Linked DNA regions of Mus musculus: region 1 is linked to region 2. The links are chromatin contacts, called in public Hi-C maps. All regions are on one chromosome and are shown on one strand. Each heading gives the region's core, a stretch centred on a gene start, on an enhancer-like site or on the middle of the called end of the contact. The rest is flanking DNA. Distances are from core to core; before and after follow the strand shown.

What was found. A called contact is a pair of places that touch in the nucleus more often than the background predicts.
Region 1: a contact with region 2 is called in a Hi-C map of cerebral cortex, with 2.5 times the contacts expected there. The contact joins two enhancer-like sites. A contact is called at or near these places in 2 of 484 Hi-C or Micro-C datasets (cerebral cortex and liver).

What each region holds. Positions count from the first base shown.
Region 1 is chr8:120,421,458-120,427,372 of GRCm38.p6, forward strand. It overlaps a transcript of Gse1 not described here. Among named protein-coding and RNA genes, the nearest start is that of Gm51556, 66 kb to the right of the region's middle. RefSeq lists an enhancer at 2,451-5,848. Within about 2 kb of position 4,299, at least 104 of the 459 cell types and tissues checked have an H3K27ac peak or open chromatin away from gene starts, as enhancers often do. A contact at or near this core is called in cerebral cortex, where this site is marked.
Region 2 is chr8:120,263,446-120,269,320 of GRCm38.p6, forward strand. It overlaps a transcript of Gse1 not described here. Among named protein-coding and RNA genes, the nearest start is that of A330074K22Rik, 38 kb to the left of the region's middle. Within about 2 kb of position 1,731, at least 133 of the 459 cell types and tissues checked have an H3K27ac peak or open chromatin away from gene starts, as enhancers often do. A contact at or near this core is called in cerebral cortex, where this site is marked.

The sequences.
Region 1 (5,915 bases), core at 3,049-5,548, 160 kb after region 2:
CCTTGCCCCACCCCCGCACCATCATCTTCCTATTGTAAAAGTCAGTGGCTTCCATCTATCTTAGATGGAACAGCCCCAGGTAGGAAAAGCCAGCACCTCTTTCCCTGCCAGAGAGGCCCAAGGAAGGAAGGGAAGGGCCCTTCCCCCTCCATGACCACCTTGCTGTAGCCTGGAACAGGGGGACTACAAGACAGACCAAGGCCCAGCTGGGACCTCACAAGGAAGGCAGCTCCCACATGGGACAGAAGATTCCCTCTCTTCCCTCCGTGTCACAAGCGTCTGCTCTGAGGAAAAATGCTGACAAGAGCCAGCTCCGTGGCCCTGCCAGCTGGGCTGGAGGCAGCTGTGATAAATGGGTCTCAGGAGGTGTCCTGAGAGCCCTACTGCTGGCGATGGCAATGCCGCCCTGCCTCTGACCCCTGGAGAAAGGGCAGCCGGTCTGCCCCAGGCCAGGCCACGGTGGGGAGCTGACTGTTCACGGCCAGATAAAGATAGGAGGAGGGCCGAGGCTCTGTGGAGCTTATGGAGTGGAGGTGGGGGTGGGTAGGGAGGACAATTCAGCTCCACAATTCAGGAGGGAAGGGGGATTCCAGCCTCCCTCGGGGCCTGGAGCACATCTGTGACCAGGCCATAATACAAGGATGGCTGCAGCCCCAACCCCAGAGAGTAGGTATCTAATCTTGGGTTTCTTTCCTGCCCCTTGAGATCAATGCACTGCCCTTGATGTCACCCTTGATGTAACAGTGGATCTTTTAAAAAAAGTTATTACATTTATTAGCACCGTGTGTGTGTGTGTGTGTGTGTGTGTGTGTGTGTGTGTGTGTAGGTGTGTAGCTCGGGTCATGGGGTTTGGTAGCAAGCGTCTTTATCCACTGAGCCATCTCACTGGCCCAATTAAATGTGTCCTGACACCAGAACGTAGCCTTGCCTGTGTTCTATGCTTGCAAGTAGGGCAAGGCTGGGCCGTTGATCTGAAGGCCACGCACAGCACTCACTCTATTCCCATGGTGCACAGGAGCCAGGTCTCCACATTGCAGGGGTGAGACCGAGCAGTTCTCCCCCATCCCTACAGGCATCAAGCAACAGCATGGCCCTGTGGGAACCCGGAGACCATGGGTGAGGTGACCTCAGGTGGGCCACCATCTTGTTCACCAATGGCAGCCAGTAAGCATCCATTTAGACTGCTCAGTGAACCCTCCCTGTGCCCTTTCTGCACACTGCCTCTTCATACCCAAAGTCTCCTGCTCACCTCTGTCAGACCCTATGCATTTTGAGGAAACCGAGGCACAGAGTGGGACTCCTCCCTTGCCTCTCTAAACCCCCATCTGCCCTGGGTTTCCCTCTAGCCCCTGCTGACATGGCCTTTGGAGTTCAGGGGCTTAGGCAGTGGAAGTGGACCAGCCATCTCTGGAACCCCAAATCTAGAAGTACCGCTGTGCTTCCCTGCTTGATCTGGGGGTCATCGTGAAGAGGCAGGGTTCTGTGCTCAAGGGGTAGTACTCAAGTGGAGCAGAGGCGACGGCGACAGAGCCATGCCTCTGTGAAGACACTCTGGAGTGAAGGCCATGAACCTATGGAGACCCTGAGGAGTCAGGCAGCAGGGACTGAGTGCTGCCCCCCACCTCTGCAGGGAAATGGGAGGCAAATGAGCCAGCACCCCCCCCCAACAAGTGCATGTGTGAGAGCTTTAGGGGGGGTCAGGCTCTGCCCCCCAATATCAGGGCACTCAGGAGAGCAAAGGTCACATTGTGGCTGGGATCTCAAAGTTTCTGTTCCCCAGGCAGAGTCCCAGCTGACAGCCACCATGCCCAGGAATGGTTGGAAATGCCAATTCACAAGCTGCCTCTAGGCAGGCTGAGCCTAGCATTTGGACTTGCACGGCTCTTATGGAGATGTTGGGGCTCCCTATAGGCTGGACCCCTGTGTATGTGATCAATAAAATCACCCCAGCCAAAGCCTGAGAACCCTGAGCCTTCCTGCTGGCCCTGGAACGCTGTAGACCGATATCTGTAGCTACCCAGTGGTACTCACCCTGAAACATGGCCTCAGGGTCCAGATGGAAGCTAGGATGCGTTCCTGGCTCACTTGCCCTGAACACTGTCTCCTCTGCTTCATAGAACTGAGGACTGTCTGTCATTTTCTCTTCCTGAGGCTTGCAGGGCTAAGTCTGAGCTGGGAATAGAAAGGGGGGCTTTTCCCAGCATAAGGCTTTGGAGCCAAGAGTTTGATTCAGGGCACACCAGATCTTCCCTAGCAGAGCCAGCAGCAACAATAGCTTGTGTAGGTCCCCTGTGGTTACTAGAAGAACGCGCCCCTTCCTGCAGGCCGAGCCCTGCCTTAACCATGCCTGTTGATAAATGCCTAGAAGTCGATCCTCACATCCAGGTGCTCTTGAGTGACTAGCAACTTAGACAACTGTCCTTGACACCCGGTTGCAGTCAAACGTTCCCAGTGGGCTCCAGGGAACTTAACACACAAGCTGTGGGCCTGCTCATGCAGTCTGGAGAGATCAGGCGCTGCCTTTTGAGGTTCCCACCGTCACACCTTCCCTCAAGTTCTGAGGGCCTGCTGACCCATGGTGGGGGGGAGGGGATCTTCTCTCTGCTAACCCCAGTCTCTAGCCCTCACCCAGATAAGTTACTGGCTGAGATACCAATGACTAGGCCAGTGTCCACCTAAGGACACCTGTGTCCCTACTCCTTGTAATAGTGTACAGCTCCAGGTGCCCATGAGACCCTCCAGGGAAGCCCAGGTCCAGCTTCCAGGGACTCTGATGTCTGATGTCCTCACATTGGCTGACTGCAGAGAATAATAAACACACCTTGTCCTCGAGGGCTGAGTGACAGGATAGCCCAATGCATAGCATTTGGTGAGGGGTGTGTGTGTGTGTGTGTGTGTATGTGTGTGTGTGTCAGGGGGTGCAGTGGGGGGAAGGACTTCCGAGGAAAGCTGCCCAGCCTGCCTGCTGATGTTCAGGGACCAGGGCCTCGGAGTGCCTCCGTACCCATGACTGGCAGGGAATAAAGTCAGGAGACCAGGGAGGGCCACCCAGCAGGAAAGTGGGCAGCTGAGACCCCAGCTCAGGAGGAAGCATCGCTGCCCCAGCCTGACAGTCCAAGGCGGGGAGGAGCCTGTGTGAGGGCCAGACACCCAGGACCCATACACCCACACAAGCCTGAGGGTGTTTTTGCTTTGAGACAGAGCCAGCCTCAGCAGAACACTGCTCTACCAGGTCCTGTGCCTCTGGGAAGCTGGCTTTCCCTGGCGTCTTGATCTCAAGACCACTGCTGTCCCAGGGTCTGATTCCTTGTTGCAGGAGCCTTTCTGGATGCCAGAAGCATTCTGTCCCCCAGTGCTGAGTTAAAGCTGCAGGCTTTGTTGGCAGAAGATGCCCTGTAAGATATATTTCTCCCCCCCACTGAAATCCCCTACAGCCTTTCGACTTTTTGAGATGGAGACCCCTGGTAGTGTGGTGGTGTGGATTCCGCCAGGCATGGGAGCCTTTGGATCCAGTGTGAGCCCTATGTGGCCTCTTTGGAGGTAGGGGTGGAGTTGGAGAGACTGTGTATGCAAGCAAAAATCTGCCTTAGTGGGAATCACCGTCCCCTGCAGTGGATCCCAGGATAGCCCTTAGATGCTGCTGTGGCCCTGTGGCTCTTGCCCCTCCACCACCTGCTGAAGTCCACGCACCTCCTCCTGGCTCCCCCTCCCCCAGGTAACATTACTGCCTTTGCTCCTGGCAGCTCTGGAGAGAGGGAGCTCTCCCTCCTCCCACCCAGCCAGCTCTCAGGCTTTAGGCCACAGTGATTTAGTGGGTGGGAGGAGGAAGGCAGTTGGAGAGCCCTGGAGAGCCTGCTTGGCATATCATCAACATTAGGTGGGAAGGGGGAGCCAGCATGGCCCCAGTGGGAGCCTGGAGCGAGACATTGCAGCCCCAGGGAGGAGACCGTTCTGTGGGGGCAGCTGTCACTCAGGCCACACACATACAAACACCAGGGTCCTAGAAGCCTGGGGCTGGGGGGTGGGGGGAGACATCCAGGCAGCTGCCCCCAGGCAGGGCTCAGCCCTAGGCCAGGAGCTCAGTGGGGGCAGAGAAAGGGATCAGGGAAAGGCCCCACCTGGCCCTGTTTTCTCCCTCCCTCCCTCCCTCCTCTCTCTCTCTCTCCCTCCTCCTCCCACTCCCCCCTCATCTCAGATGGAAAACACAAAAGGAAAATGAGCCAGGGCCCAGGTCTGGAGAGCCCCAGCCCGCAGGCTTAGAATGAAAAGCAGCCCCAATTAGAGGCTTTGGAGCCGCCAGCTTGATGCTCCGCAGTTGAACTGTCACTGCGGAACCTTAATTAGCAGTGGTGGGGGAGAGGTCAGGACTGCTCAGCAGTCTTGACAAGCATTATCAAGTGCACAGGGTAGGGTGGGCAGGGTGCCTCGGGGGTGACCGAGATGGAACTGGAGGGAGGGGGGAGGAGCCCAGAGGCTCCCAGGCTGACACCCTCTGCTGTCCTGTGATGCCACCACACATACTCAGGGATCTCAATGCTGCTCTCCTCCCTCCCCCGCCCCCCATCTCTAGAGAGCCACAGGACACTACATACTAGCTAACTCCAAATCACCTGCCACTCACTGTCTGGAAGCACCTCAGAGTCTGTGTATCCCAGAAGGGGCAGTGTAGCATACTGCACATGAAGACATGGTTGTCTCTGCTCCAGGGTCTCAGTAAGTGTGTTCCCCTTGGGAGAGGAGGATGGAGACTTAGGCAGCCCTCCCATCTCCCCCATTTGGCACACCTCCTCCAGGCCAAGTATGCTTCCACACACACCCTGATCCTCAGCCTGTTACTCAGAAAAGCAGCCATCCATTTGTTTTGAACTGATAAGTCTCCATCTGTGGCCTGTGGTCCTCCTGAGCCTGTGGTCCTCCCGTGCCTGTGGAAAAGGCTGGGGAGGTCACCTGACACCTGCCAGGCTGGAGGCCAGGGCTCTGCAGTGGCCTGACCATTAGCAACCTAGGGATAAGGGTCAACCCCTAGCCCTCTTGTAGCAGGGATGAAGCAGCAGGCTGAGATCCAACAGGCAGAGCTGCAGGTGGCCTTGGTTGTGCCGATAGGGAGTGGGAGAGAGATCTCTGGCCTCTGCCCGGTTTCTCACCAGCACTTGCTGTAGCTCTTTCTTCTGCAGAGCTCTATAGCACCAGTCACCCCGAGTCATGTGGGGAGAGTCACAAAGCAAACCCTGTCTGTACCTCGGAGGGCTGAGTGACACACCAAGGGAGGCCTGCGGGCAGTGCTGCAAATGAGGGTGGGCAGTCAGGACCACTGAGGTGCCCCATCCAAGAGGCCTGATGGTCACAGGAGTCACTCTGGAGCTCTCTAGTGACAAGAGCAGGGATGGTTGATGGTCCCAGGACAGCTCCTTATGCTTAGAGTTGGGGTCCTGCCTCTCCTACTGGTTTCTTCCTTCCGGGTGGGTCGGTGTGGGAAGGGAGAAGACCGTCCTCTGCCTGGGCCGCCGTGCCTGGTCTCCTCTCTGCATGCACTCACGGCCTGTTTAAACTGCAGCTTTGAAAGCTTTCTGCCTTTTGGGAACTCAGAGGGAGGCATTTGTGGAGAGGCCCCGAGCAGTTGATTATAGTCCAGTGGGTAAAAAGAGCTTAAGGACAAATCCGGGCCATCAGATGTCGGCTTAGGCGATTTCCAGGGCTCCCCCAGCAGCAGAGGTGGGGGCGGGCGGCAGCTCTTACTTCCAGGGAGGCCTTTTCTCTGAGCCAGGCAAGCCTCCAAAACTCGCCTCCTGTTTCCGGTTTGTTCACCCACTTCCCTCTGCCTGGGCCCTCTGGCTGTCTTTCCTCCCTGTTCCCGGCTGGTAGAGAGAAGCCTTGGCAGTCCCGTAAGGCCCCTCACCAGCTGTGTGACCTTGGCC
Region 2 (5,875 bases), core at 481-2,980:
AATGAGTGTCCTTTCCATGGCTGCTAACACTCTGAGAGGGGTGGAGAGGCCGGTGAGGCGTACAGATTCAGGAGGGACCATACGCAAGCTCCCAAGTCCCTGGGATGCCTCTGAATGGCTAGTGTGGGAGTCTTTCTTCCCCAGAGTCTCCACCGTGAATCCGAGGCTTGGGGACTGGAGCACAGAGGTCACACCCCAGCTGTGTGTCCCAGGTAGCCCAGCACAGGTGTTCCCTCTTGTTCCTTTGTTGATGCTCCAGTTTTGTGGGCTCACATGGGAGGCAGTGACTCCTCTTCCAAGCTCAGGTTTGTGGTAACGTACGGAGTGCCAGCCTCGGCTCAAGGACACAATGCCGTCTCGGGGAGCCCCTGGGACTGCTTTCTCCGTGCAATGCCCTGCCCTTCTGGGTCCCCCTCCAGCTTCCTGCCCCATCATGGCCAGTGTGCCTTTTGTACATGTCACAACTTCCAGCTCCTGGTAGACACCCTCTGCGTGTTTTTATAACAACCAAACAACCTGTGAAACTCTGTATTCTATGTATTCTCAAGTCCTTTGAGGACTTAAAAAAAAAAATCAATGCAAGCAGCTCAGGCTGGAATGCACGAAGCCCTGGTTCCACCCTCAGCACCCCAGAAACCGGAGGAGCAATAGTTCAAGGTCAGCCGTGGGTGCATAACAAGTTCAAATCCAGCCTGGGCTACGTGAGACCATTATCTTTAAAAGAAAAAAAATTTTTTTTTTTGAAGCTTTGGCTAAGTTGAAAATAATTTGGGTAGATTTGGGCTCAGATGGGCTCACAGCATCAGATTGCTGTCCTTGACCCCACTGTCCAGCCACCTGTGAGCACCTTACTCTTTCTTATTCTGAACCCCTCTGGAGCTGGCATGCACGAACTCATGGCCCCTGCTCCCATCTCTAATGACTCTATGTCTCCTAACGGTTTATGGTCTGTGAATAGTCCTTACACTTCCCATGTTAGCTCACCAGACCCCGCTCCTGTGGCTCTGTCTTTCCCTCGGGCATTTTATCCCTAGGTTCCTGCCTTTGCAGGACATGGGCAGTGTCCGTGCTTGTACCCACTTTACAGATGACTTGCCTAAGGCTCAGAGTTGCATTTCTTAGTTTCTGTTCTGGTTTCTTGACCCCATGGGTAACGTGAACTTTAAGGGAGGGGCAGGTATCAATATTTTCCAGGATGGCCCAGCCTGGGGGAGGAACTACATTAAGATATTTCAGGTGTACCCTCCACTGTTTTGTCCCCACCCCAGCAGGCTGCAGCTGTCCCACCTGGTGTCCCGTGTCATCACAGCTGGTGTGGAATGCTCCTGCCCTGAACCCTCCAAGTACCCTCTGTCCACCAAACAAGGGAGGGGAATCCCCTGCCACCGCCACCAACCAGAAACCGCAGTGGCGGAGCCGCTCTGGTCCCCTCAGCCGTGGGTGGTTGTAAAAATAGTGCTGGGTTTCAGTTGGAGCCACGGGGCTGGCGGGGGGTCGGTGTCCCCTCCTGGAGGAATCACCCGCCACATGTTGCCAGGAGCTTTGGCTGGGAGAGGCAAGCGCAGCTCCAGGCCGGCGAGCGGGCGGCCGCGCAGATGGAAACCCGATCAGCGCGGCGCACAGACTGTTTGATTTATTTTAAAATCAAGCAGATGGCAGTGGTGGGGTTTGTTTAAGTTCAGCTCAGAACCGGGCCCTCGGCCAGGAGCCTCAGGCAGCTGAGCCAAAAATTTTTCAATGACTTTGGTCGGCAACCCACCTCTTCCCTCCCTGTATGAACTTCAGCCCTGCCACACACAGGGAGGCCTTCGAGGGCCTTCTCCAGGGTTGGCCCCTTTGTCTCTGTCTTGCTGGGTCTGTCTCCCCCCTCCCTCATTCCCCCCCATTCCCCACCACTCCCCTGCTCACTAACCTCCACTCTCTGCCCCTCCTGGTGTGAGTCTGGGTGTCTGTCTCCATATCCCCCTACTGCTCCCCCCCACCCCTCCCTGTCTCAGGAACTTTCCAGAATCATCCTCCTGTTCCCCACTTTCTCCAGCTTCCTCACACCCTGCCCCCACCCTCCTGCTCCCCCAGAGGCCCCTCCCCCCACCCAGCAAGGCTCATGGGAGAACAGCCAAGCCTTTGTGGCATTTGGGCCCGTCCCCTCTCTGAGACGCCTGTGGCTGGGAAAACCAGGCCCCCAGCTATAAAATCCTGGAGCCAGCCTCTGGGTCAAGTGGCCTGGCCCGCCCAAAGGCAGGGAGGCCAGGGAAGTGGCCTTCTGGTCACAGGTCACCCTCTGCAGCTGTCCTCCTTGGCTGGGGGCGGGGTGGCCTGTGTTATGGGAGGAACCCACTGTGCAGCTGGCTCACTGGGGAGGTCAGCTGCTCCAGAAAGACACACACACACTCACTCTTTCATGCACACACACAGTCTTTCATACTCACACACATACACTCACATATACATACTCACAAACACATATACACTCACATACACACATACTCACATACACACTCACTCTTTCACACACACACACACTCTTTCATACACACACACACATACACTCACATACACACACTCACAAACACACATATACACTCACATACACATATACACATACACACATATATACTCACATACACACACATATACACTCACATACATATATACTCACATATACATATACACTCACATACATATACACATTCATACATACCCACATACACATACATACTCACATACACACACATATACACACACATACTCACATACATACACATACACCCTTCATATGCCTGCACTACTCACCTCCACACACACCAGACCTGCTTCTCACGCACACCTCCATTCTCCACTTGCACACACCAACATGCATGCACATACACCTCTCACATGTAAAGCCAGGGATTTCCAGCTCACAAAGAGACATGTGTCTCGTACACATACATCGTGAACATGGTAAGCCATGGCACCCCCTTTCCTCTTTCCCAGGATGAGCCAGGCAATGGCTCTCAAGCCCAGTGCCTCTGTCTGCCCAGCTCGGCTCTCAAGCCCAAGCAGCACTCGCTTACAGTCCAGGGAGGCCAGCCTTGGTTTGCCTTACTGTCTCTTTTGCCACAGTTCCTAAATACGATGAGGTTATCAATAGCAGCTGTCTCTTTACCCCAGCTCCCCAGGCAAGGTGGGATACTACATGGAATTCCCCCAGCACAGTCTCGACTTGGGCAGGAGGCCAGAGCCTCATCAGGTCCTCTTGGAGCTGGGTATCTTTCTGCCTCTGGGTGGAGAGGCTGGAAACAGAGTTTCCAACTCAGCCACCTTCCCACAGCTTCACCGTGGACGAGCCGGGCCAGCCTGGGGAGGGTAGGAGAGGGACGCATAGACCACCCTGGTTCATGGCTGCTCACAGTCTACAGAGGTCTGGGCTGTATCCGCATTTCTTGTTCCTGCTCTTAGGTCACATCATGGTGACAGGGAAGATCCTCTGGTGCCATGGCCTCTTTGTTCTCTGGCATCCAAGTGACAGCATTCTCATGCTCTTGGGACTGTACCCTGCCGCTTACTACACGGACCCTGCCCTGCTCCGGGGCCTCAGGGTTACATCTGTGAAAGAAGCTTGGTGCCCTGGAGGGTATTTGGGGACCCTGGGCTGAGTGTGGCCAGGAGGAAGCATACCCCCACACACACACCCAGGCCCCCCAAGCAATCCCGATGGTTTCACAGCCTCTGAAGATTTTCACGAGAGCCCCTCCAGGGTGCTTATGTGTGATTCCCACCTGACACCCATGCTGGCATCTGCTGGGGCTCAGTTTGAAAACTACAGGCAGTTTCTGTGCCTTTACATGAGCGAGACCCGAAAAGCAGGAAACACGGCCCAATTAAATGTGTGTCCCACGAGGGTCCAGCTCCCTGGGTTGGGACTTGCCTGCTTGTTTATTTCCTTTTTCCACTCTCCGTCCCCCACGGTTTGCCTGGTGGTCCCTGGAGCCTCCCCCACCACAGGTCCCCCCAATCCCATGCATTCACCACCTGGTCCCTCCTCCTCACTGCTTGGTCCCGGAGGGCAGAACTGAGTGTGTGCATTCAAAGCACGTGTGTGTGTGTGTGTGTGTGTGTATGTGTGTGTGTGTGTGTGTGTGTGTATGTTGTGCACATGCGTGTGTGAGTGTATGTGTATGCATGCATACATATATGTGTGTGTGTGTGCAAGAGTGTGTATGCACATGAGTACATGTGTGCATGCGTATGTGTGAGAGAGAGAGAGTGTGTGTGTGTGCATGCATGCAGTTTTTGTACTTTTCAGGAGCTTTTGCTGGTCTTTGCTTATTTTTTTCCTGGTTATTATGCCGAAAGCAGTTCTTGCCTCAGAGTATGGTGGGCAAGAGCCACATGCTGCCCTCTGAGAAGAGGCAGGCCAGCCCAGCACCTCTGTCACCCACCGTGTTACCCTTGGGCTCCAGACCTTGATGGTACCAAATGGAGCCATCACTACCTTTAAAGACACTTACTGCTTTTAAAACAACAACAAAAAACAAAACACACACACACACACACACACTTAACAATGGTAGAGATTGAACCCAGGGCCCTGTGTGTGCTGGGCAAACCCTACACAATTCATTTACATCCCAGCCCTTGGCATTTCAGATGAGGCCTCATTCTGTATCCCAGGCGGACTGGAATGTGCCCTGGTCTCCTGAGATCTGGGCTTATGCTCATCGCATGTACCACCACATTCAACTTCCGCTTGCCCCTCTTGTAGTCTGCTGTAGCCTGGGCTGTCCTTGAACTTCTACTTCTTCTGCTTCCATCTCCTGAGTGCTGGGTGTGGCAGGCACCACCACACTGAGTTGATACAGTGCAGGGGATGCAGCCCAGGGCTTCACATGTTAGGAAAGCTCTCTGCCCACTGATCTTCAGGGTCAGTCCTCAGACCCTAGTCGGAGTTGTGGTAAAACCAACAGGGCGTGTATCCTATCTAGCGACATTCCACAGCCCACTCCACGCGGCATGCAGGTTCCCTCTGCTCTATTCCAGAACGTTCTCACACCTCAAAAGGATGTCCTTTGCCCACTACCATCCCGGTTCCCAGGATATTTGGGACGGATGCACAGTCTCCCTAGCCAATGTGGCATATGGCATGTCTCTGAGGCCTCGGAGAAGGAAGTACTGTGGGGTTCCTGGGGGAGGGCCGCGTTCCAGATGCCTGGGATGACTGAGGCGGACATGGTGGGTGTGGAGGGGTTGGGAAGGCAGGAGAGGAAGTGGGGAGCACACGGGAGGCTTCCGGGAGCCAGACTCATTTAAACACCCGTGGTCTGCTTGGCAGCTGAGTGCTTTTTCTATTTGGGCTCTGCTTGAGGCTCCGCGTGTTGGCCGCGTGTACTCCCGTTGGAGTCACAGCTTCACTCGGTTCGTTTGCACCCCGGCTCCCTGGTTTCCTGTATGCTGAGCCTGGAGCAGAATCTAGGGCTGCGCGGGCGCGTGGGTGCCTTCCCTTCATTCATACTGAAGTGGGTCCCTGGGTACCTACTGTTTGCTAGGTTCTGTTCTGAAGGAGCGCCCTCGCACCCTCCCCCCAATGATGCCTAGTGGATTTCTCTCTTCCTCTTTGCCAGCCATGCTGATCCCGCGGCTAAGGCAGAGATCCTGCCCTTTAAGATGCATCCACCGAGGCTACCGCTGTATTACAGATATCCCTGTTTGGATAGTAGACTCTGGTCCTCTCAGATTTTCTGAGGTGGAGCTTGAGAATCAGGGAGGCCCTGCTGAGGTTCTCTGAGGTTGGGTTAGCCAGGCTGAGTGGGTAGCTGGTTGGTCCCACATGGCTGGCGGCAGGAAGACTCCTGCTCTTGTCACAGGGTCTCCTGTGGGGCTTCGAAGGGGCTCC